2 separate regions of the Gasterosteus aculeatus genome follow, and region 2 is linked to region 1. The links are chromatin contacts, called in public Hi-C maps. All regions are on one chromosome and are shown on one strand. The core of a region is the stretch at or near the end of the contact, and the rest is flanking DNA. Distances in the headings are between cores, read along the strand shown. Region 1 holds the start of LOC144388205. Region 2 overlaps LOC120831900 (mediator of RNA polymerase II transcription subunit 13-like).

What was found. Hi-C and Micro-C count contacts between places; a contact is called where the count stands out from the background.
Region 2: a contact with region 1 is called in a Hi-C map of tail fin, with 7 times the contacts expected there. The contact joins the enhancer-like site here to the promoter of LOC144388205 in region 1. A contact is called at or near these places in 5 of 6 Hi-C or Micro-C datasets (blood and trunk muscle, skeletal muscle, tail fin and 1 more).

What each region holds. Positions count from the first base shown.
Region 1 is chr14:6,939,913-6,946,695 of fGasAcu3.hap1.1, forward strand. It overlaps LOC144388205, which reads left to right and starts at 3,837. Exons shown (of 3, transcript XM_078087777.1): 1 at 3,837-3,997; 2 at 4,136-4,351; 3 at 4,444-4,632. The coding sequence starts at 3,940. The coding sequence ends at 4,589. It overlaps mtfp1 (mitochondrial fission process 1), which reads left to right. Exons shown (of 4, transcript XM_040197292.2): 2 at 1,268-1,395; 3 at 1,507-1,739; 4 at 1,836-3,550. The coding sequence ends at 1,902.
Region 2 is chr14:6,992,547-6,999,329 of fGasAcu3.hap1.1, forward strand. It overlaps LOC120831900 (mediator of RNA polymerase II transcription subunit 13-like), which reads left to right. Exons shown (of 32, transcript XM_040197779.2): 6 at 1,460-1,605; 7 at 1,688-1,894; 8 at 2,116-2,280; 9 at 2,390-2,546; 10 at 2,640-2,744; 11 at 2,951-3,601; 12 at 3,714-3,927; 13 at 4,020-4,098; 14 at 4,192-4,316; 15 at 4,469-4,565; 16 at 4,697-4,914; 17 at 5,294-5,469; 18 at 5,620-6,548; 19 at 6,752-6,783. Among protein-coding and RNA genes, the nearest start is that of LOC120831900, 43 kb to the left of the region's middle. Within about 2 kb of position 3,400, at least 1 of the 9 cell types and tissues checked has open chromatin away from gene starts, as enhancers often do.

The DNA.
Region 1 (6,783 bases), core at 2,587-5,086:
TCATTTCTTTAAAAGAAAAAATGTTGTTTTTTTAAACCTTAGAACATAATGGACAAACACAGTCGTCTGTTCTTTTTTGTCCACGACGTAACGATGGTTGACCGTAGCGTGAAAAGCGTTCTAGTCTCCGGTCCGTGTCAATAAAGGTTGGTTTCGTAGTTGAGGAAGTGACTCACGCCACCGCAACAAAACCGAACACTCCCTTGGAAGGTGCACATTCCTGTTCCCTCTTTTGTTCTTCTTCTTCTTCTTCTTCTTCTTCTTCTTCTTCTTCTTCTTCTCCTGTTAGCTGAGAATGGCATCAAACAATAACAACAACAACAACAGCTGAAGGTCATTCATGCTGCAGCAGCTGTTCCCCTGCATGTTTACAACTGGACAACGGCGACCATGTCGAGTGGATCTATTTATCACCTTCATGGATTTATAACCTACCTGCTCAAATCTACAATCGTTGCTCTTCGGGGTGTTCCCTACATACATACATACAAACAAACAAACAAACAAACAAACATATATATAGTATTTTTATTGAGAATATTTGAATATTTACATTTGTGAAATTCCCCGCAGTACTCTTTGTATTCATTATTAGCATTCTGTTAAAATCAGTGCTTCTGTGCAATTTTAGCAAAGGATTTTTTTTTGTGTTTCACTAATGTTGGGATAATGTTATAACTGGGATAAAACGTTATTTGAGCCCTATATTACATATCATTATGTCAGGGCAGGGCATTTGGTTATCATAACTGGGTGCCTTGCTGGAAGCTAATCTTATCTGTGCTCTTGTTATCTGCCTCATTATACCAGTCTTATCGTCTTACATGTGCTTCTGGAGTTATTGTAGTGGACCGTTGCCACTAAAGGTCGTAACTCCAAAGTCCCTAATGATGCTGTAGTGCACAGCGATTCGTCTTAAATTATTAATCGCCTGAAATTAAATCATATTATTTGTAATAAGCCATCCATCTGAATCTCTTGGCTTTGGTGGCGAATTAAGACCATGAAGTTATTGTAGGCCTATATGTTTATTAAGGAAATCCCAAATCAAAACTGAAAAGTGTGTATTACAACGACCATATCAGAGGTTTTCATTGAATGTGGCTTATGGCTCAGGGGACTGACACAACGTCCGAGAGGAAGTTGAGGTCTGTCGGCATCTTGCATCTTGCAGCATATTCAGACAGACAGACGGTTACTTGATTATTCCCACATAACTACACTTATGATCTCAGTCTCATGTGTGTTTCTGCGTGTTTCCCCGCAGGCTACGCCAACGAGGTGGGGGAGGCCTTCCGTGCTCAGGTGCCAGTGAGTTTCGTTCGGGGAACCTACGCTGTGGCCACCGTGTACGTTACCGCCGATGCTGTGGACAAAGGGAAGAAAGCAGCCGCCGTAAGATTCACCATTTGCAGGCGTTCGCTTCATCAGCGGATGAATAAATTGATTGAATCGTGTGGTTTTGTGTGAATACGTGACCTTTCGCCCGTGCCTCTCTTCCTCGAGGCCCACGGCGACAAACCCGGGAGGGCGACGCGGGTGGCGGCGGCGGTGGTGGACACGTTCGTGTGGCAGGCCCTCGCCTCGGTCATCGTACCGGGCTTCACCATCAACCGGGTGTGTGCCGCGTCGCTGCACCTGCTGGCCAGAACCACAAAGTGGCCCCTGCCCGTCCGCAAGTGGACCACGACCGCCATAGGCCTCTCTACCATCCCCTTCATCATCACTCCTATAGACAGGTCGCTCTCGTCGTGCCTTTTGGTGAAATCCATTGAACGGTGCTCCATTGCGAGTTCGACATTTCAGTGTTTCCCTCCGTTTTTTGTGCGCTGCAGGTCGGTGGATTTCCTGCTCGACTCGAGCCTTCGGAAGCTCTACCACGAGGACGAGAAGGAAGAATGAGGACGGATCATCAGGCACTAAAGAATGGGGATGAAGAATTTCATGGAGCAAGACCCGACAGCCGGTCGCGAATGCATATAATAAAATAGATTTTTTTTACAAAGTTATTAAAGTCGGCTGAAAGGGAATTCGTGCTTCATGAAATATCTTGGAGGGATCCTTACGTTGAACCTCTCTGGGCAATCTGGGTAGAGACAACAGCGAAATGCTTATCAGGGCTGTAACAGTGTGACATTTGTTTAAATATTCACGGTGAAATCCTTCTTATTAAAGTATTCCTCGGCAGGGACACTGTTCTACTCCTCTGATCCTCCCTACAGGGAACCCCTACAAGGTTACAAACTCCCCTCACGTCGACAGGATTAAAGACAAATCCTCCCTTGTGGTCTTTATTTACCCTATTACGGGGTTCTACAATGCCAAAAACAAAAGCCAGTTTTCTTTAATGCTTCTCTTATTCTTGACTTCCTTTGGCTGTTTCTGGTTTCATTCTGAAAACCAAGGTGTCTGTTACTTTAAATACATGTTTCATGTGCACGTTTCATGGTTTCGTTTCACCTTGCTGGTGACGGGGGGCCACGTTTGCACCGGAAGCATGCGGTTGTCTTACGAACATTTCAATATAGCGTTGAGCTACTCGAATACTTGTGGAGGCCGCTGGAGAAACGGGTTTTAAGGGATTCTCTTGCACGTTTTTATTTTTTTCACTGCTTTTCTCTGAGGAGCCGAGTCATAAACTGTATTTCATGCTGAACTATGCAAAAGGAACCTGATGGGGAGGCGGGTACACGTGTGGCAGTGATAGTTCTCTCTCTTTAAAGATAAAGAATGTGGTGACGTTACATGTCATTTAGCTGACGCTTTCTGTCTAAAGCGACTTACAATAAGTGGAGGTTGTCATTGTCTTCTTTTATGTACTCCAATGTAAAACTCAAGCAATAAGTGTTTTGTGTTAAAAAATTCTCTTTGCTGTTGGGAATAATGTTCAAGGGGAGAGATGAGACTGAAATATACAACTATATTTTCAATAATATTGAATTGTCAGTCCGGGAAACAATGCACAACGTTTGTGTTTAAATTGCTGCTTTGAAATATTGTAACCCGTGTGGATTCAGCGCACGCGGCGACGGATGTTTTCATTCACTCAAGTTAACTTTGACCTCCTGTAAGTTCGAGGGTTCCGACCTTTTAATTTCAGACAGCGTGACTCGTTACAGCAGGGAACGCACAAGAGTAACACTGTAACATGGCCGAGGCCCGTAAATGTAATGCAGCCGTAATATTTTTCATGGGCTTTTTTTCCTGCTTTGATGAGCTTGGTGCATCCATTGGGAAAATGTTCAATTTTAACACTTGAGATTGTTTACGGGACTTTAATTGTCATTGATCGGTTTTTAAACCTGTTTTCAATGTTTTTCTCTTGAATTTTGGGTTTTAATAGTCACATTTTCAGCTTTAACTGAAAAGGGAAGATTAAAACCTCAAACTCCATGTTCACCATGTGGAGAATACAGTGTTTTTGTTTTCAAATGAAAGCAGCTGTTGGAAGCCGAACTTCCATTTGTAACAGTGGACAGCCACTATAAAGCAGCCGCCCTGCTCTGTGACAACTTCTGACTTTGGGAGGAATAAAAAGATGAAAACGCCACAGTTTGATTTGGAGTTCTTGCAAAGTTTATTGGCAGCGTTCATTCTTCATTTCATTGTTCATCACTCTTGCCACCGTGCGGCTTCCGGTGACAACACCTTTCCAAAGTGTGATTTCTATCTTTCTTTCTTTGCGCCGGCACAGTTTCCACTTCCTGAGTAACTGTTGCATTGAGATCAAAGAGGCCCAATCAGAGAAGCCCAATCCAAGGGGCCGTTTAACCAATGAAACGCATGCTCCGGAGGGCAAGCCGCCCTGCGGTGATTGGCGGGGGGGCCGCTTGCAGTTACTCAGCTTGATGGAGGCAGGAGGCCACAGCTGATGCCAATCCCGTGAACAAGGAGCCTCCTTAAAGGGCCCAGGAAGCACCAGCAGCCAGAAGCGCAGCCATGTCTCTTCTCAATCTGGTGTTCGCGGCTCTCTTGGTGTCGTCGACGGCTCGGGGGGGTAAGAAGAACACACAACCTTTTTAAAAAAAAAAAGAAATGTTTTTTTTTTAATCTACATTTGCTTTATTCTTTTTGTATCTGTAAAAAAACAATCTTGCCGAGTCTCCCGCACAGCTGACCTCTTGACACGCCACAGGCGTTCACCGAAACCTGCAGGGCCAGTGGGTGATCACCAAGGACGACCCGCAGTACGAAGACACAGACTTCCTACCCGATGACGACAGCACGTGGCCGGACAGCACGTGGCCCGACAGCACGTGGCCCGCGAGCACGCCGGGGGACGTCGCGCCTGTGACGCCGGAGGACTACAACTCGCTGACGACTCTAGAACCGCATAGCATGACGGGACAAGGTGACCGCGGTGCTTTCACAATCCAGAGTGTCGGGGCCCTTTTTTATTATTTAAAAACGGTGGCTGATCTTGTTCCCTGTTCTTTCCCGAAGAGGGAGGCCTGGCGGTGTGGCAAATCGTGCTGGTGGTGTCCGTCCTGCTGGTGTCCGTGGTGGGGTCTCTGAGCGTGGTCTACTACATGTGCATCTGGAGAGGAGGCCGGATTCACTATCAGCCGCAGAAGGTGGATTATACTTAAGAAACCTGACAAAAATGCCAATAAAATGAACTTTATGTAGAAACTGAAGGCTTCTTGAATGTTTTTGACGGTTTATGGACTCCATGTGGGGCTTGTTGCCTCTCCTAAATGTAACTTAATCAGAATTTGAACTTTCATTAATTAACAAACTCCTTATGAATACATGTTTATTCGAACATTCGTTTCCCTTGTGGTGGTTTGCACGATGTGTCATTTAGGCAGAACAGTGGTTTATTGGTCAGGTTATCAACTGGAGTGTAAATTAAACTGTTACTTGAGCTCTACTATCACTTTTTGGGTGCTTTGAGTGGCCAAGCATCTTCATGTAAACCCTATCAGAGTGTTCATGAGCGGTACGCTCTAGTTTTATAGTCTAGTGGTCATCTTGACAATGGCCTTTAATCATCCTGCATAACTTTGCCCCAAGTGCTTTCTCAAATAAGATTGGATTGTTTTTAATTCTAAAGGGGCTTCTCTGAAACTTCAATTCCCCTCTTGCTGTGCCCAGTTATTATAATGGCCACTAGAGGTCCTCACCATCACTATTTATGGCTTGCTCCACCTATCTGGACACAACTGAAGATATGTTCACTTGAGCAACGCTTTCACAACAGATTTGTTAATACGTGGTGCCTCAAGCACCTGTTTAATGACTCCAGTGACGGACATTGGGTCATTCATGCATTGGATTTGAAAAGATTAGCAAAAGTTAAAGAAATCTGTCTGAATTGAGATTTCTGTAGATCGCTGGCCACATGATTCAAGTACCGATCCCTCCCTGTGAACGTCAATGGTCTCATCGTGATGGGTGTAAAAGTTGCTGTCTACTGCACATTTTTTGCTATTTAAGGGAAATTCCCAACTTGATGTGTCATTTTCTGAGGAAACCTTTTTAAAGATTTTGTGTATTCCAGCTAAGGCTCTTCTGACACTCAACCTAAGCTACCACTGTTGTTCGCTGCCTTTGGCAAACATTTTCCTCAGTTATCTTCATCACGACTGGCAGACCGCCCAACCGTTACCCATAAAAGTAATGTTTAATTCCGTGTTAAGCAAGTAAGCTCGCATCAAACCCACAACTGCTTAAAGTCCCCCCTTGAGCAATATCAGGTGGCATTAGGGGGCCCAAGGAGACCAAAAGCTGATGAATTGAATTAATCTCCCCTCCTGTGATGGATGGGCCTGTTCGTAGGGGGCTGGAAAATGGGGGGGGGGGGGCATTGTTCATCTGTCACTCAGATTGCCATGTCCCTCTATGATTTGTGTCTGGGTTGTGAAGGCCACAAGTGGCCAAAAGACCTCCTCCTCACTCGTCTCAAAGCTTTTTTTCCCCCCCATTAAATTGCTGGCATCCATAAGAGAGAAACAAACGCGTGTTTGACTCTTTATTTTATACAACAGTTTGCTGGGGTGAGTTGTCAGATAAAACAAATCCCCAAACATGTATAATATTCAAGAGGTGTGTAATTGCATAATGTATATTTTTCCCAATAGTGTGGAAGTTTGTGTTCCTTCCATAAGTTTACACAAAACTGAATTGCTTGTATAATTGGAAATAAACTGTCCATGAAGAGCCCAAATAAAATCCTTCCTGGCGGCTATTATCTCTTCATTTGAGATCACCTGATCAACATGGGTAGCGTTCTATGCTGCCTCACATTTTATGCCAACAAACAAATTGTGATCCAGCTTTTTGGCAGTGAACCCAATTGGGGGCAACCTTCTTGGCTCCGAGTCTTTAGACTCCTTTGTTTCTCTAAAGCACCTGCCCCCTTCAAAGGCACCTGCTCCTCCAAGGGAACAGGTGCTTAAAGGTGATTCAATAGAGAAAACGGCTCTAATTCCTTCATGGCTTTGTTGCTGTGTGTGGATTACAAATTAAGAGATAAAATCCGGTGCCTGAGAGCAAGAGATACTGAAAAGGATGTGATGCCACCGTTGCTGTAAGTGAACAGAGCGAGCGAGCGAGCGGATCGAGGTGTCATAAACTTGACCAGAAAGTAAACGCGACGAGCCGACAGCCGCGCCAGCTCCTCTGTGAGGCCGAACTGAGGAAAAGGACGGCTTCCAGCTAAATGCTGAAGTCAGCACGCTAACATGCTCACACGCATCGGCCTGACATGCTGAAGTTCAAAAGGGGGATATATATATATATATATATATATATATATATATATATATATATATATATATA
Region 2 (6,783 bases), core at 2,150-4,649, 52 kb after region 1:
TGACATTTTTTAAAAGGAGCCTTGAGGGATTAATGTTTTTGTACTCTCATCGGTCCTGGTCGGCGCACAAACATCCCGTAAAAATATATAATAACAGCATAAACAGAACTATCATCACAAGAGTGGTAATCAATTCTAATGGATGCTTCATTTCACAGCCTTATTTCATTCTACAGTGAAATACATGCAAACGTATTGATCAATCAATCCAATCACAGGAAAAAAACGTATTTATCTCACGTGCCATCAGCTGTGTTTGCCCATATAAGGAAATAACTTATTACTGTTGACCTATGAGACAATTGGACTCGTTCAATATTCATACGTGTGACAATGCACCAAGGACCGCAGTGTGTGACTGGTGGTCGTGCGTGGATCTGAATGCGCTCCAGCTCTTCTCCTCCTGTGATGGAGTACGAGTGTTTAAACCACCACGAGGGTGTCTCTTCATCTCACCGGGAGCATCAGGAATGTTTATGAAGCAGAGAAATCGGCCCCTTCTTCCCTCTTCGGGGACACTCGGCGCCATCTGGAGGCTGCGGCGGCCAACATCACTAGATATTTGGCTCCCTCCAGACCGTGTTCAGTTCTGCCCATGAGTGACTGTGAAACCGGCCTTTTTTTTTAATTGATTTTTGCACGACCATTACGGCTCAAACGGCGGTCCGGCTCCCTCCGGCCAAACGATGTCGCATCGGCAGGAGGGTAATCACGCGGAGATTACAGAATCCGCTGACATTATTGCTGCGGCTGATGTTTGCAAACCAAGGCGGGAAGGAGTTTTATGGATTGAAGATCTGCATCAGTGAGGCCCTGGTGGTTGTTAATGATGTCCAGCCCGCCCACTGGTATGTAGATTGCAATAAGACCCCAGCAATTCCTCCTCAGTGATTAAAAAAAAAATGAGCAATGCGTGATGAACTATGCCCGGTGCTGTGTAATAATAAAGAGAGCTCTGCATACGTAAACATGTAGTCGCCACAATCGCTCACGAGCAAATGAGGATTTATACCTGCAATAAGGCGGGAATGCTGAGTTTGATCAACGCCGGTAGAGCTGAGCGAGGCTTTTGCAGAGGCGCGCTCTCAGTGTTGCTCTCTAAATTGCTGTTTGGATCAGAGCGCTCGTCATCTGTCATGCTGCCGGGCAAAAGATCAGCGCATCCCTGTTGTACGTTTGCGTTATAGCGTGTGTGAGTTGTGAGTTAATCTCAAATTTAACACGATTAAATGTGATTTTGATTGCATTTCAAATTTAAATTAAATTACGGTTAACCGCTGTGAAAAGAAACAAGCAGATTCTGTTTTACACTCCAAACTCGTTTTGCCACATTTTTCATGTCGTGAAGGTATATTGTTCCCATCTTTCCACGAGCAGACGACCCGTCACACCACCTCGTTCCCCTGGTGTTTCTCTGAGGTCTCTCATTCTAAAATCATTAACCGCCCTCCGTCCCCAGCGAACACCTCTCGTGCTCCTTCTCCTTCTTCCTCCACGGCGAGAGCAACGTGTGCACCAGCGTGGAGATCGCCCAGCACCAGCCGGCGTACCACGTCACAGAGCACCACGTCCGCCTGGCGCAGGCCTCCGTCACGCCGCTACAAGGTCAGTCGTCCGCCGATCAGTCGGATGAATCGCTCGGTTGGCCGACTTCCGTTCTCACCGTCCGTTCCCACCCACCCTGCAGTCATCCTGAGCCCGTACGGCCTGAGCGGCACTCTGACCGGTCAGGCCTTCAAGATGAGCGACCCGGCGACGCGCAAGCTGATGGAGGAGTGGAGCTACTTCTACCCGGTGGTGCTGCCGCTCAGGGAGGGAAGCGGAGAAAGGGAGAAGGGAGAAGCAAGCCAAAGCTACGATCGCAACTGCCACGCGGCGGTGGAGGTCATCGTAGGTACGGAAAGGACTGCTGATGCGTGTTTAATGTGAGCAGCGACGGTGCATGAGGAGCAAGTCGACTGCATTTGGTGTAAAGATCCTTAAATCTGTTTCTTCAGCAACATGTTAATAGACGTGATCGGTCGCTAAGGTATTTGAGGCTTAATAAAATGCTTAAAAAAACGAGCTTTCGTTTTAACTGACTGCCGTGATTGATGCTCCTTTCCGTCGGCTTAGGTGGAGTAAGGATGACCTACCCAGCTGCTTTAGTGCTGATCGCCCAGGGGGACCTGCCGCTGGAGCAGTCTCCACCTGTTCCTGCAACTCAGGGCCTCAGCAGGGAGCTGAACCACTGCAGCGTGCCGCTCACGCCGCCAGCGTCGCCGCAGCAGCCCTGCTCCGGTACAACACACACACACACACACACACACACACACACACACACACACCTTCGTACAGAAACATGCGCCGTCCTGCTTCATGACGTCTGCTGCACCCTTTGTCCTTTCAGCGGACAGCGGCTTTGTGACGTCCATCTCCAACGTCCCCACGCCAGACAGCGGCATGGGGGTCGCCAGCGCCAGCCCAAAGCATTCTGGGAAAAAGCTAACCTCTCAGGTAGTCCAGCAAGCCTGGAGGGAATGCTATCTCACCCAGCCTCAGCACGCGTAAGTCCAACCGTCGCCGGGTTCGTTCCCGTGGTTTGCGTGATGCAGCCGATGCGGCGCCCTCAAGCTTAGTTTTTTTTTGTTGTTTTGTAGATTAAACTCTCCAACTGGCGTATCGCTTAAGAAGGACGCGCCTAGTGGAGTAACCGGCTGGGACTTCAGCGATCTGGGAGGGAGAGTGTCCTGCAGCTGCTCCAGGTACCACAGAGAAACACCAGTTATATTTATACCCTACGATACAGTGTGCACAAAAACTACGACCGCAGCTGCAGGAAAGATCAATCCGTTCACAAGATAAACTTTAAAATAACTAGACCAATACTGCTCAGCAGGAAAAAAACACAGAGGGGGGGGGGCTACATCTCTGTAATCATTCCCTAACATCCACCGTGACTTTGTTGCAGGTTGAAGCAGCAGAAGTTGAATCTGACCGCCAGCGCCAACCCCCAGACCAGTGCCAATCCCACACAGTCCTCTGGCGTGTCGCTATACCCCCCCTCCCTGCCCAAACACAAGACCAGTGACAAGACGGAGAAAGCTGATAAACAGTCCAAGAGGCCAGCCGTGACCTCCTTCCACCACCGCCTGTCTGTCTCCCGCGAGACCCCTCTGGAACAGGACCCAGCAGGAGGGCCTCAGCTCGGGGGTCTCGTGGCCCTGGAGCCGCCCTCGGAGCCTCCTTCTGCTCTGCCCAGCTGCAAGTATCCCAAGCTCCTCCCCAACGGCAGGAAAGCCCCCGAGTCCCTCCTGCATTCGCCGATGTCTCCGCTTCCGCCCACGCTCAGCCCGCACCCCCGGGTGCAGGACCCGGAGGCCCTGGGTGGGCCCGCGGATGTTCCCCTCTGTCAGGACGGCGCCGCGGTCCTGGGGTTGATCGCCAGCGAAACGGCAGTGTACACAGCGCTGCTGAGGCAGAGGGAGAACGGGGCCGGCTGGTGGAGAGGCTTCCGGACACCCAGGACGGATGAGACCGACTGCAGGCCCTGTGAACTCCCCACGGACGTCCTAGAGGAGGTGAAGACGGAGGCGGCGACCGAAGGAGCTCTGCTGAAGAGGTAGGTGGAGAGAAACCCCACCAGTGAAATGAGAAGAGTTATTCATGAGACCAGAAATGAACTGCTACGACTACACGTTACTCGGTTTCATTTGTCCCTTTGTCTCCTCCAGACTATATACACAGACTCACAAGAGATTTAAGATCTCAGAGGAGCGGGTGAGGGACCACATCCACACTTTGGGCCTGTTCCAGCAGTCAGGTGTGGAGGTGCTGCGGGAGCCCGGGGAGGACCCCTACGACTTTAAGGAGGGAGACATCGAGTACACGTTCTCCTCTTCAAAGCGGTTAAAGGGTCAGGGACGAGAACCCAGCAAGAAGGCCAAGGTAGGTCATAGTTTTAAATTATATTTATTTATTTAGATTCAGAAGATCTACGGCTGAAGATATTCTTATTGTTGTCTTATTTTCTGCATCAGGGAGAAGAAATCACCAGCAACGGAGCACTGCCTGATGGGAACGATGCAATGTCTATTTTTAACTCTGCTCCGAAATCAGGTGGGCCAAAGCCGCCGCCTTCAACATCAATCACGTCTTCTGCATCATACTGATCGCAATTGTTGTTGAGCCATTATGCTTGTGTTGTTTTAGAAGAATCCGGACAGGATGCCGATGGAGCCGCCAAGGCCAACCCTTCTCTGACCAGAGAAAAAGATCTGGTGGTCAACATCTCTGATCTAGACAACATATTTGATGAAGATGAGGAAGAGTTGGGGGTGAGGCGTCATTGTTTATGTTCTATATTCTGACACACAAACAGAATGTGAGACACACTGTCCGACTTACCAACAGATTTTTTTTTTTTCCGCCAACAATAATTTAATTCAATTAAAGCTGATCCTCCAATATTATGTGTCATAATTTGTAGACTGTTTACCCCAACCAGCACTCAAGCAAGCTACCAGTGTCCACAGAAGACCGTCCTCTGGGCAAAGAAGGGAGAGTTGCTGTACCGTATCCATCGAGTGAGTCACTTCAATGAGCATTTACTGAAATACATTTTCTATCCAACTACAGTTTTTACGTTTTCTCCAATCATACCTTTTGTAAACTTCTTTCCTCCTCCATCTCTTTATCCACATCTCTCTCCTTTCAGCAGTAGCAGACCTCCAGAGGATGTTTCCCACCCCACCTTCCTTAGAGCAGCACCCGGCCTTCTCCCCCGCCACCACGTACCGCGACACACCGAGCCAAGAGCCCCCCGTGCACAGCGGAGCGGCGGACCACCTGCTGCCTTTGGCCTCCTCCCAGTTTACCGAATACCGGATGGAGATGGACGAGGGCCTGGCCAGTCCCGGGATGGAGGATCTCAAGGTGAGGAGGCGGGATTGATCCCCAATTAAGAGCCCAGGTACCAACATCGTCAAGTGTGTGAAGTGAGGAAATGACCCTTTTAGAATGAGAATAAGGACTTGGGCTGATTAATCACCTTTATCCATTTAAAACTCATCAAGGGAAAGTCACTACAAGGACTTGTTTACTGGCTCACAGCTCCTGATCAGCTGATCCATCTCACACATCACGTTGGAGTTCTTTCACTGGTACCTGTAGTTTGCTAATAATCTGTACTACGGTTAGTATTATGATATTAGAAGTGTTGACAGTGACCGAATAACAGACTGCCTTTTTTACTTTGTCATCTATGTTGTGAATTGATTGACTGATATTTTCCACTCATATCTTCTCTATTCAGCCACAAATCGGCTCCTCCATGTTTGCTCCGCTCTCCTGCTTACCCAGCCAGAGTCTACCACCGCTCAAGATCACTGAGCAATGCTACTACCGTCCATCCTGGGCCCTCTTGCCCAAAATGGAGCATTTCCCGCTCATGCATTCCCATAATACCACTTTCAACAGAGATGGATACACGTAAGTAGTGAGACTCCACGACGAGCTTTTATGAATAAGATCTTCGATGCCCATAAACCTAAATTCAGCTATTGCTGTATAAAAAAAACTTTCTTTCCAGACATTTAAAGCAATCATGCTCACCTTTTCCTCAACGTGCGTGTTTTCCAGAAACGTGCCAAGTGTCAACACCCTTACGGACCAGGAGTATGGCCAGATGAGCACCACCACTGCCTCTGTGAGCACCAATGCTGGCATCCTGCCATCTCCTGCCACTCCCCGCTTCTCCGTGCCCACCCCACGAACCCCGCGCACGCCGAGGGGCGTCAACGCCGCCAGCTCCGGGCAGGGTTCGGTGAAGCAGGATGGTACCGAGCTCAGCTCGCCGGTCTCCACGCCCTCCACCAGCCTGCCTCTCAGCTCTGTGGATCCTCTGGCTCGGCCGGGGCCCTCCCTGCCCGAGGCCCACAGCCTGTACGCCATCCTCCTGCTCTCAGACTCCGTCCTCAACGTCTTCAAGGATCGCAACTTTGACAGTTGCTGCATCTGTGCCTGCAATATGAATGTCAAAGGAGCGGACGTGGGGGTGTACATCCCCGATTCCACTTGCGAGGATCAGTACCGCTGCATGTGCGGCTTCAGCGCCATTGTGAACAGGCGGCTGGCCCACGGCACGGGCCTCTTCCTGGAGGACGAGCTGGATATTTACGGCCGGACCTCTGAGGTCGGCCGGGCGGCCGAGAGGAGGCTGGCCCTCTGCAGACGGGACCCTAGCATGGGGGACACGAGGGCCAAGCGCGCGCAGGACGCGGCCCCCGCCTCCCCTTTGGTCATGATCCTGTTGCAGGAGCACTGCTCCCAGCCCATTTCCTCCTTTGCGTCACTGCATCTCCCCCTCAGCTGTTCTTGCCACGGCCGCATGGGGGCACTGCTCCAAAGCTGGACGTCTGAAAAGCAGTGGGCGGACGGGAGCGATGCCTGCGTGGACTGTTACAATGCCTTGGAGCAGGGCTTACAGTATGTGGATAACTCCACGGGAGGTAAAGTAGATCCAGCTGTTGTCAGAAGTACAGCGCTTCACTCCTGGCCTCATACAAATGGTAAGAAAGGGTTGGAGGAGTGTGCATCAGACAAATAAAGAAATGCTCAATTCCTTTTTAGATGAAGCCTTACTTCCTAGATCCTCAGTGAGAATATGATTTGATGTGCATCAATGTGTGTATTTGTGTTTGGAACCATGTTGACTTAACGCCTGTGCATCGGTTCATCCTTTTTGGTTTTGTGTGTCTGCCAATCTCCACAGTGGCGGACATGAACATGCTGTCGTCCCAGGAC